Regions from separate parts of the Xenopus laevis genome. Here region 2 is linked to region 1. The links are chromatin contacts, called in public Hi-C maps. All regions are on one chromosome and are shown on one strand. The core of a region is the stretch at or near the end of the contact, and the rest is flanking DNA. Distances in the headings are between cores, read along the strand shown. Region 1 holds the start of metrnl.L (meteorin, glial cell differentiation regulator-like L homeolog). Region 2 has its middle 12 kb from the start of trim16.L.

Region 1 (5,236 bases), core at 2,600-5,099:
TAAAACCATTATTGACAAGTATTCCTAATTGTTTTACACTTTGTGAAATATCATTTGTTTGTTTATGAATCCGTTTAACACGTGACAATGGATCAAATCTTATCTGCCCAAATAATGACTCCCACGGCAGATTTATATTACTGATATCAACAGGGGGTTCTCTCATCTGCCACTTTCCATACAATAGAACCCACCCCAGAGTGTGACATGAAACTGGTTCCCAACTCACCTGCTGTGATGCTTTAGCTATTGTGTGTCATTGTGTTCCACCCCAATCCTGTCCCTATCATTGCCATGTCAGTGTCACCTCTTCCTGGGTATCCCCCTCCTATTCACACTACAGGATTCTCCTTCCTCTGGGATTTTCCTTCCTCTCCCCTTATGTGACATGTTTATGGGTCAGTCCTTCCTAGGCCCAAAGTGTACTAATGTCAGTGACATGTTTATGGGTCAGTCCTTCCTAGGCCCAAAGTGTACTAATGTCAGTGACATGTTTATGGGTCAGTCCTTCCTAGGCCCAAAGTGTACTAATGTCAGTGACATGTTTATGGGTCAGTCCCTCCTAGGCCCAAAGTGTACTAATGTCAGTAACATGTTTATGGGTCAGTCCTTCCTAGACCCAAAGTGTACTAATGTCAGTGACATGTTTATGGGTCAGTCCTTCCTAGGCCCAAAGTGTACTAATGTCAGTGACATGTTTATGGGTCAGTCCTTCCTAGACCCAAAGTGTACTAATGTCAGTGACATGTTTATGGGTCAGTCCTTCCTAGACCCAAAGTGTACTAATGTCAGTGACATGTTTATGGGTCAGTCCTTCCTAGGCCTAAAGTGTACTAATGTCAGTGACATGTTTATGGGTCAGTCCTTCCTAGACCCAAAGTGTACTAATGTCAGTGACATGTTTATGGGTCAGTCCTTCCTAGGCCCAAAGTGTACTAATGTCAGTGACATGTTTATGAGTCAGTCCCTCCTATGTACAAAGTGTATATAAGAGGGTTTATCTGTGCATGACATATTCAGGGGCCTCTGTATTATCTGGCATGGACTAAGGGGAAATCAAATTAATATCCAGAGAGGCAGATATGCTGATTCAGTGCATGTCTCCATGGGCTGTAAAATGATACCAGGGCTCCCTGATGGGGCCAAGCAGTACGAAAGAGAAGCCAAAAAATAATAATAACAAGCATGACAAGTGACTATTCATAAAGATAAAAAGGATCTATCTGTTCCATCACTGGCGTTACTGGGCATTGCACAAAGCCGGAAATTAATCCCCCCCCTCTGTCAGGCACAGACCCCTGTTTCAAACTGAGCATCAAATAACAGAAAATCTCTCCATTCCAGAAAATGGCTTTAGATTTTTATTAGTTTCTTGGCTGAGGGGCAGCAGGGAGGAGGGGGCTGGAGAACTGGGGTGACCTCTGTAGCTCAGGGGCATGAAGGAAGGGTATGCTAATGTTTTCTGAGCTTAGAAACTTTTCCCGCTCAATGGAAAAAGGGAGATATGTGGCAGGTAAGTGACATGTTACAGAGTGCATGGCTCTTGTTGCTAGGTTCACTGGCCTTAGCAACCATCCATTGTTTGAGTCTAAAATAAAAGGATGAATAACACGGGGCACTGGCCCTGTCCTATTCATCCTTTCTTTTGAGACTCAAGCAATGGATGGTTGCTAAGGCCAGTGAACCTAGCAATCTAAAATAACAAGGCTAATATAATTCATAAAAATAATAAACTAAAGCTGGAGACCAACCTCAGAATTGCTTCGATACCAAAACTGAATTTAGCGATGATGTCCCTTTAATGCTTAGCACTGTATTGTGTTCTGTCTTTTTGTAAATAATCCCAGGCAGCAACACAGAGGCAGGTTCCTGCCAGTACAATGGGGTGATTATACGGGACTGAAACGTTTCTTATGGCGAGACGGAGAATCACTGTTCATTATTTTAAGCAAATTTCCAACTTTCTGTGGTTACAATGTATTTCAGTGCGGGAGAGCCACCCTTCCCCCGACGTTGATACAGTTGCCTTGTCAACGTCTCATGCAGAGGAGATGCTGGGAGCTGTGGGATAATAATAGTTGGATAGCAGAAAACTGGATATTACTTACATATATAATGAAAGTATCTAGCAATTGTATCGCCACTATCACCAAAGTGAATGGAAATCCAAGATGGTATCAGGGGCTTTATATTTCTGTAACCTTGTTCAGGGCCGTTTCCAAAGGAAACCCGGCGAAGGAGCTGAAGGGGTGAGGGGTAGGGCGTCCGAGAAAGACTGCGCAAGTGATGTCACACGCACGGTGCAATGAAGACACTTCCACTGAACGTTCAGGTGCATGACGTCAGAGCGCAAGACATAGAGGCGTGTTTAGGTCCGTTGCCTAGGGCGGCATCTGACCTAAATACAGCCCTGACCTTGTTATGAGATAAGGGGACTCATTGCAAAGGCCAGTTAGGGTGAGATTTGGGGTGAGTGTTTATTTGTGCCCTGGGTACCCCTGGAACTATAGCAGAGTGATTGTTACCCCAATGTTTCTATATATCTGTAACATTGTTATGAGCTAAGGGGGCCCAGCCTGAAGGCCAGTTAGGGTGAGATTTGGGGGGAGTGTTTATTTGTGCCCTGGGTACCCCTGGAACTATAGCAGGGTGACTGTTACCCCAATGTTTCTATATATCTGTAAAAATGTTATGAGCTAAGGGGGCCCAACCTCAAGGGCAGTTATGGTGAGATATGGAGTGATTGTTTATTTGTGCCCTGGGTACCCCTGGAACTATAGCAGAGTGACTGTTACCCCAATGTTTTTATATATCTGTAACCTTGTTATGAGCTAAGGGGCCCCAGCCTGAAGGCCAGTTAGGATGAGATTTGTAGTGAGTGTTTATTTGTGCCCTGGGTACCCCTGGAACTATAGCAGGGTGACTGTTACCCCAATGTTTCTATATGTCTGTAAAATTGTAATGTGCTAAGGGGGCCCAGCCTGAAGGCCAGTTAGGGTGAGTGCTTATTTGTGCCCTGGGCACCCCTGGAACTATAGCAGAGTGACTGTTACACTAATATTTCTATATATCTCTCTGTAACCTTGTTATGAGCTAAGGGGCCCTGTCTGAGGGCCAGTTAGTTACAGTTAAATGTAAACACAAAATTTGTTCTCTGTTTATTTGAATGTATTCATACGTCTCAGAGTTGCCATATTGCTTTCCTGGATAACGCAATTCAGAATTGTTTCCCCCTCACTTGCTTTACCCTGTTTAATTCAATCACATTGTTTTAGTCACAGCATGCCTGTGTTATAGATAACAACTAACCGGCTTATCCAGTCTGCCTGCTGACATTATCCTAAAAATAAAATCACCCTTCAGACTTGATTAATGTTGCGCTTATTATCTGAGTCACAGGTTTTTATTGTCTCGCAGCCTTTCCTATACTGAGGACCAACCTGTGGCCCCATTGTTCAACTTGCAAGGCTGCAATTTTATACCTCAGCCATTTGATCAGTGCAGGTCTCTGTCTCTTGGTTTTTCTCAGCACAGAGCACTTTGGAATTTATAGGGAAAAATAATTTTATTTTTTAAGAATGAATAAGTAGCTTTCTTGGGCTGGTTTCTCTTTAAGAAGAGTTTGTAAACACTCACTTTCTTGGCCCAACTTTTTGGGTGCTGTTTTGAGAGTCCTTCCAAAACAAGCACAGGGTGCAGTGAGGAATGAGAGAGGAAGGACTTTTTGCAGGCTACTCTCTGGATCCGCCCATTTCCTTACCCCGCCCATGTGGGTGTGACCTGTGCTCTCTGTACTTGGAGGTTAGGCAGGCACTTTCAGTCTGCACTGTGAGCAGGGACAGAGGAAGCATCTGTATGGGGCAGAGGAAGAGCTCATTGCTGCCCAAGTGATGGGGAGATCTAGGCTGGGGTTCCCTGGATTACTGCTTATCAACCCTGGCTGGGAGGTGCCCTTCTGCCCTTGCATTGCCCTGCACCAGCCCACCTGGATTACTGCCTGCTGCTGAGATTTCAATTCTATTTGCACATTTACCCCTGAGATTAGCCAACGTACCTTGCCAACATGTTAAGGAGGGTTCTGCTGAGCTTCTTTATGGTGATTCTTATAGACAGAGGGACCTCACAGCTGTACTCCAGCGACATGTGCAATTGGAAAGGAAGGTAAGACCCTTGGGTTCCTTATACTCTGGCTGCCAGTGCCTCCCTACAAACCTATTTAAGGTCCTGTGGCACATTAGGCATAGCCTGTGCCAATCTCTCATACTCGACATGGGGAGCTTTCAAGACATTGATGCTGGGGGGTGGGGTGCTTAATTTATTCCCCCCCAATCTGAGCACCTGGCACTCTGGGTGTTAAAATGTATCAGTAACAGGACAGGTGTTAACAGTTTGACTCTCATTTGAGGCACAAACAAACTTGTATGTGTAACGCTAAATTCCTTTACACTGTGACTAGAGACTGTGCTCCGTCCCTACGGAATGTGGTTTACGTGGAGTGTGTACCAGAGATTTTCCTATCTGCCATATGTAGCCACAGGGTTATGAGATGTATGTTATGCCCCAGTGCCAGCCAGGAAGCAGAAATTGCCAGTTTATGGGTATATAATTTATTCTGACAGTCTGATTTCATACTGTGCCGTGGGGTATGAAATGGGATCAGGAACTACAAGAAAGGGGAGCCAAATTCAGTCCATAGTATAGTAGTACCAGGGAGGGTTCTGAGATTTAGTTATTATGGGACTGCAGGAGACCAGATGTGTGTTGTACAATTTAAGGTGCCACTCGAGATGCCCAGTGACAAATTGGCCACCCAGGCGTTATACTGGCTGTTTGTATGTTTGCTGTGTTTATAACCTGCAGCAGATGAAAGGCAAAGGTTATTCTGAGCCCAGTGTTTAGTCAGCCTTTAGAGCCGGTTGTAAAAGCCAGCTGATCATCAGATGTTTGTGCACAATGGGACGTCTTGTAGAACTCATCGCTCCCCTATCCAGCGGGCAGGGCTGCGTTCCTGAGCAATGAGCTGCACCACTAGAAATGGAGCTGGCCAGGTACAGCAGGGCAACCAAAAGCAATATTAGAGTTCAGTTTCATGGGTGCTATGGGCGAATAATATTGTATAGAAGTGCTGGCATTTCCTTTGGGCAACCATGCATTTAACACTACAGAACTCAGGAGACCAACTTTTTTATATTGTCATTGATCTGGTGCTTGGTCTTGTATCAGTACAGTGCTTTGG
Region 2 (4,975 bases), core at 1,670-4,169, 73 kb after region 1:
AATGGAGTTGCTTATCCAATGTTGATCCAAAATAAGGAGTTTTAACCACAGAGGTCTGGTGTAATCTATTAATAGGCACAATATATTAGGAGAAGTGGATTTATTTGGCACTTCCTACATGGTGCTCATATTACACAGTACAGGAAATGAGTAACTCCTATCAGATTCACTAGACTTTGCGGGGCCAAACTAGGACCTTTTTACTAATATTTATAATGATTTAAACACTCTGTTCCATAAAGAACATATCTTTATTATATGGGTTTACTGAAGATCCCAGGCAATGATCTCAGGAGGACAGCACTTTCTGATACACCTTGTATATATTGATTTCTTTCTGACCAAAGCTGATATTTGCTAATGAAGAGTGTTAGTGTCAATCCATTTGAAATGGAAACAAATCAAGGGGCAATATTAGAAAAAGCAAGGGTATTAAATTCATGGAATGGGATTCTAGAAAATGTGGGGCTGCCCATAATATCGATCATGTCACCCGCATAATCAAGAACAAAGTAGGTTTATGATTAGGGCAAAAAGGTTAGGGACCTAAATATCTGTGGAGGCCATATAAAGTGCAAAGGAAATGAAAAGATATTAAAGAACCACTAGAAATGGGGGGGCACCATTTTCAGGGACCAATTCTGTAACGCTAACCTAAGAACAAACCAAAATCAGAAAAAAAATTGAGAGTGGGTAAGCTTAGCATAATACAAAAAACCCCTCTGGGAACCAGCCTCTTGTAGTTTAATTCCTGAGCAGGGGGGCAGGAGGCAGATTTACATGGCACAAAGCAGTGTTAGGGCTATTCCACACGGGGAGATAGCCACGCGTTTGCGGTCGCGGCGACAAAGCGCCGCGCCAGTCGCCGCGACCGGCGCAGGCGACAGTTTTGTATGGGCGCCTATATAAAAACGCCTGTGCTAACCACACGAGGCGATGCGCTTTTCAACAGTCGCCTGAAAATGCCTCGCCAGGCTTTTTCAGGCGACTTTTGAAAAGCGCATCGCCTCGTGTGGTTAGCACAGGCGTTTTTACATAGGCGCCCATACAAAACTGTCGCCTGCGCCGGTCGCGGCGACTGGCGCGGCGCTTTGTCGCCGCGACCGCAAACGCGTGGCTATCTCCCCGTGTGGACTAGCCCTTAGGTCACAAGAGAATGCGACTCAGTACAGCAGAGCACACGGCCTTTTCTACTTATCAAATAACAGGCTTTCTTATTAGTCCAGGCCCAAGTTCTGCCTCATTGTGCTGCAGATAAGCATCTCCTACTGTTAATATGCCCTGGGCTGCAGGCTCACATACTGTGACTTGTTTTCCTTAGGTTTATTTTTGGTTATTTATAACCCATTTCATCAAACACCCCCCCCCCCCTTTCCCTGGTCATAGAAAGGGCAAGAATCCTGTGTTTGGCAAGTGATAAATCAGAGAGGGTTTCTATACACTTACCTCTAATCTGGGGCCCAGGTCAACCTATTCATCTTCCTTTGGAGACACAGTTAAAGAGCAATTTGCTGTTGATGGCGAGGGGCTGGGGGGGATCTGACTGTATAGAGTTCACAGACCTTCAGGGTATCTGTTCTGTATAAAGTATTAAGAAGCAAGGGAGGAAAGAAAGTGAGTGCCTGTCCCTTATCTACAACTGTAATCATGTTTAATATATCCCGGTGTAGAAGCAAGGACAGTCCCCCAGTTCCCATCATGCCCTATTTACTTACTCCACTGCATGTGCCTGTGCTTGGGCAGATACAATTGTTCGGGTGCAGACAGGACAGTAGGCTAATGTCAGTTTAGGGGCTGATTCTTACCCTGTGTATTTCAACAGGCCCATTTTCATCCCTGTTTGTGTGGCATTAACCTTAGTGTTCTCATATTGCCCTCCAGGCACCCTATAACTATCTACTATTACAGTATCTACTATTATACATACATCTACTATTATATCTAATTTCCCCTACTTTGCTATGTGTGGAAATCTGGAAAATAGTTTCAGATATTCAAGTACACACAGGGCTGGATTTCAGAGGCGGGCACCCCTTGGCCGCGTAGGGTTGCCACCTTTGCTGATGGCTAAACCCGAACACTGGGAGCGGAAGCAGATAGCATTGGGGGTGGGGCAGTGATATAGGAACAGACATGATGACATCAGAGGTGGGCACAATGATGTTGGTGGAGTTCTGACACCAGGACGAGGCTATTTATTTATACATCTAGGGCCCTCTTTCATAATCATTGGTCACCAGATGTTGCAGAAATATAAATTTCAGAATGCCTTGACCTCTGATTCTATGTTGTAGGATGCTGTCCATCAACATCTGGGGACCCAATGTGAAGTAATGCCCTAGGGACTGGTCATACAGACTTTAGGGGTCATTTAAAGGAACAGTAACACCAAAAAATTAAAGTGTTTTAAAGTAATGAAAATATCATGTACTGTTGCCCTGCACTGGTAAAACTGATGTGTTTGCTTCAGAAACACTACTATAATTCATATAAACAAGCTGCTGTGTAGCAATGGCTGAAATTGAAAAAAAGACTATATGGCACAGGTTAAATAGTGGATAACAAATAACACCATTATGCTCTACAGAGCTTATCTGCTGTGTAACCTGAGCCTTTTCTCCTTTGACGAGATGCCTGCTTACCTGCCCACCCCACATGCAGGTTCGTCTTGGAGTACAGTGACCTATAGCAAAGTGCAAAATCTTTCTGGGTTGCTCCAGTTTTTGCACCTTGCATCCTGCATGTAGAGAATGATCCCTAATGTCTCCCTTTGAAGCTGTGCAGAGGTTACCCCCCCATCAAACCTCCATGGTGTAACTGTCAGCACTGAACCGTAGTCAATAAATCAGCTTATGTGTTTTATCTGAGAACTTGATAAAGGAGCGCAGGAACAGAGAGGAAGGCGGCAATTAGTGCTAGCAACAGCCCAAATCTAGCATGTCCTTGTCAAGCCCCCCAATCACAGCCATCACCCACCACATTCCAGGCCTGGTGAGGGTTACAGGGCCGTGTGGCTGGTTTGGTTAATAATCTGTAAGGTAAATATGAAAGGGTTCAACTCAAGCCTTGTCCCATACCATCCCACTGACAGCTAGACACCCTTTTGTCTTCTGCTGCCCAAGCCTGGATCTTCTATTCCCACCAAAAGGGAAGCAAATGGAGTGATACTTCCTAAATTTGTACATTTTAGCAATGAGGTGTTTCATGATCCATCTAAGAAAAAACATTTACAGCAGCCCTCTGCAACAAGAGGAACCCAGAGGCAAAAATCTGCTTGTGCTTAACTTGTCCTTTAATTGTGTGCGGTAAATCCAGGCTGAGCCAGCACCACAGATTTCTGATTTACAAGAGTTTCGTCGATCCTAGTAAAGTGTTATGCAACCCTTGCAGTGAATCGCAAACAGGTAAGTCTCGTTCTACGGGGGCAGAGATCCTCACTGACAGACCTTTTATCTACCTTGGAGGTGATCCAGATGCAGTGAGGTCATACTCTTGGAGGCTTAGCTTTCCAAGCAACAACAATGAGCGTGCCAGTTCTTATCACATACAAATGTCATGGCAATGTAATCATAATAATCACAGTGTTTTAGTCTGATACCATAATTGTTATAGTTTATAGGAAAACTCCGCCTGGAACTGTTTTTTGCTCAATGATAGGAAATAGAATTTCCAATATACATTAACAAAATACTATGCCTTTAGGACAGAGACACACTTGCAGATTCCGGGGAGATTTATTCACCCGGCGACAAATTGCCTCTTCTTCGGGCTACTAATCGGCTCTACTTCGGGCGACTTATCTCCCTGAACTGCCTTCCCACCTGCTAGAATCTAAATCACCGGCGGGATGGTACTTGGAGCACTTCGTTTTCCGAAGTCACCCAAAGTTGCCTCAAGAGGAAACTTCAGGCAACTTCGGAGAACTAAGCGCTCCGAGTGCCATCCCGCTGGTGATTTAAATTCTAGCGGACGGGAAGGCAGTTTGGGGAGAAAAGTCACCCAAAGAAGAGGCATTTTGTCGCAGGGCAACTAATCTCCCCAAGTCTCTGCCCTTAGAATTGATGCCATATATAATTGCCCTGAACTTGTGTAGGCCTGCTAGATGTGCTAGATATAAGGGCTCATTAATGAAGTTGAAGCAACGTGCAAAGTAAAAAAAACTAAACAGCCTAAATGAATGGTTGCAGGTTTCTGCACTCTATTTTAGAGCAGGGCCTGGTTTAGACCATTTTGGTGGGGACGTGGGGTGCCCTATAATGTGTGTTGCTAGCTGGCAGTGGCAGGCCATGGGGGCTCTTGTACTGGAAAATTATACCTACCCTTCCTGCTCTTCAGCTCTAAACCTGCTTGTTGCCCTCTCTCCTTTGGCCCATTGGCACTGTCTGCCCCCAGTGCATTTCAACACATTTGCAACACAGCGGCACCCAAGAATTTAATGATTGCGGGTGCAGTTGATTTAACAGGGGTTGTTTTGTCACACTGCTATGTATAACTGCCCTGGTGCAAATGAACACCTATGTTAGTAAATAAGCACTTGGGTATTAGCTATCTATTGGCATATTTTAAAAGCAAGGGCACAACAAGCTATCCGAATGCAACAATGCCCCTTGGGTAGTACACACTGATCACTTTCAATAACAATATATGAGCAGTATGGGGCCCATGGCACTCAGAAGTAATTATAATCACGGATGTTGCAATTCCCTAAATCAATAACACAAAAGTACCAAGAAAAGAGGGATTTTAGGTAAGAGAAACAAAGGTTCTTCTTATTGCCCCCAAAATCTCTTCTTATCTCTGTCCTTTGAAGTCTTTGGATACAAACCCTTCCTCCCCACGTATGTAAGTGTGACCTGAGCAATTTATGTATGAAAGGTTTTAGTGCGAGCTGACAGGGACCTCATGTGAAGGAGCTTTTTAAAGCTGCTGCCTGGAAATACTTGTGCTGTCAGCTTGGGTTTGTACTAGAGGAGCC

What was found. A called contact is a pair of places that touch in the nucleus more often than the background predicts.
Region 2: a Hi-C map of the XL177 cell line shows a contact between it and region 1, with 6 times the contacts expected there. The contact joins the enhancer-like site here to the promoter of metrnl.L in region 1. A contact is called at or near these places in 2 of 4 Hi-C or Micro-C datasets (the XL177 cell line and the XTC cell line).

The regions. Positions count from the first base shown.
Region 1 is chr9_10L:51,289,343-51,294,578 of Xenopus_laevis_v10.1, forward strand. It overlaps metrnl.L (meteorin, glial cell differentiation regulator-like L homeolog), which reads left to right and starts at 3,850. Exons shown (of 4, transcript NM_001097653.1): 1 at 3,850-4,161. The coding sequence starts at 4,064.
Region 2 is chr9_10L:51,362,987-51,367,961 of Xenopus_laevis_v10.1, forward strand. No RefSeq gene overlaps it. Among protein-coding and RNA genes, the nearest start is that of trim16.L, 12 kb to the right of the region's middle. Within about 2 kb of position 2,920, at least 1 of the 7 cell types and tissues checked has an H3K27ac peak or open chromatin away from gene starts, as enhancers often do.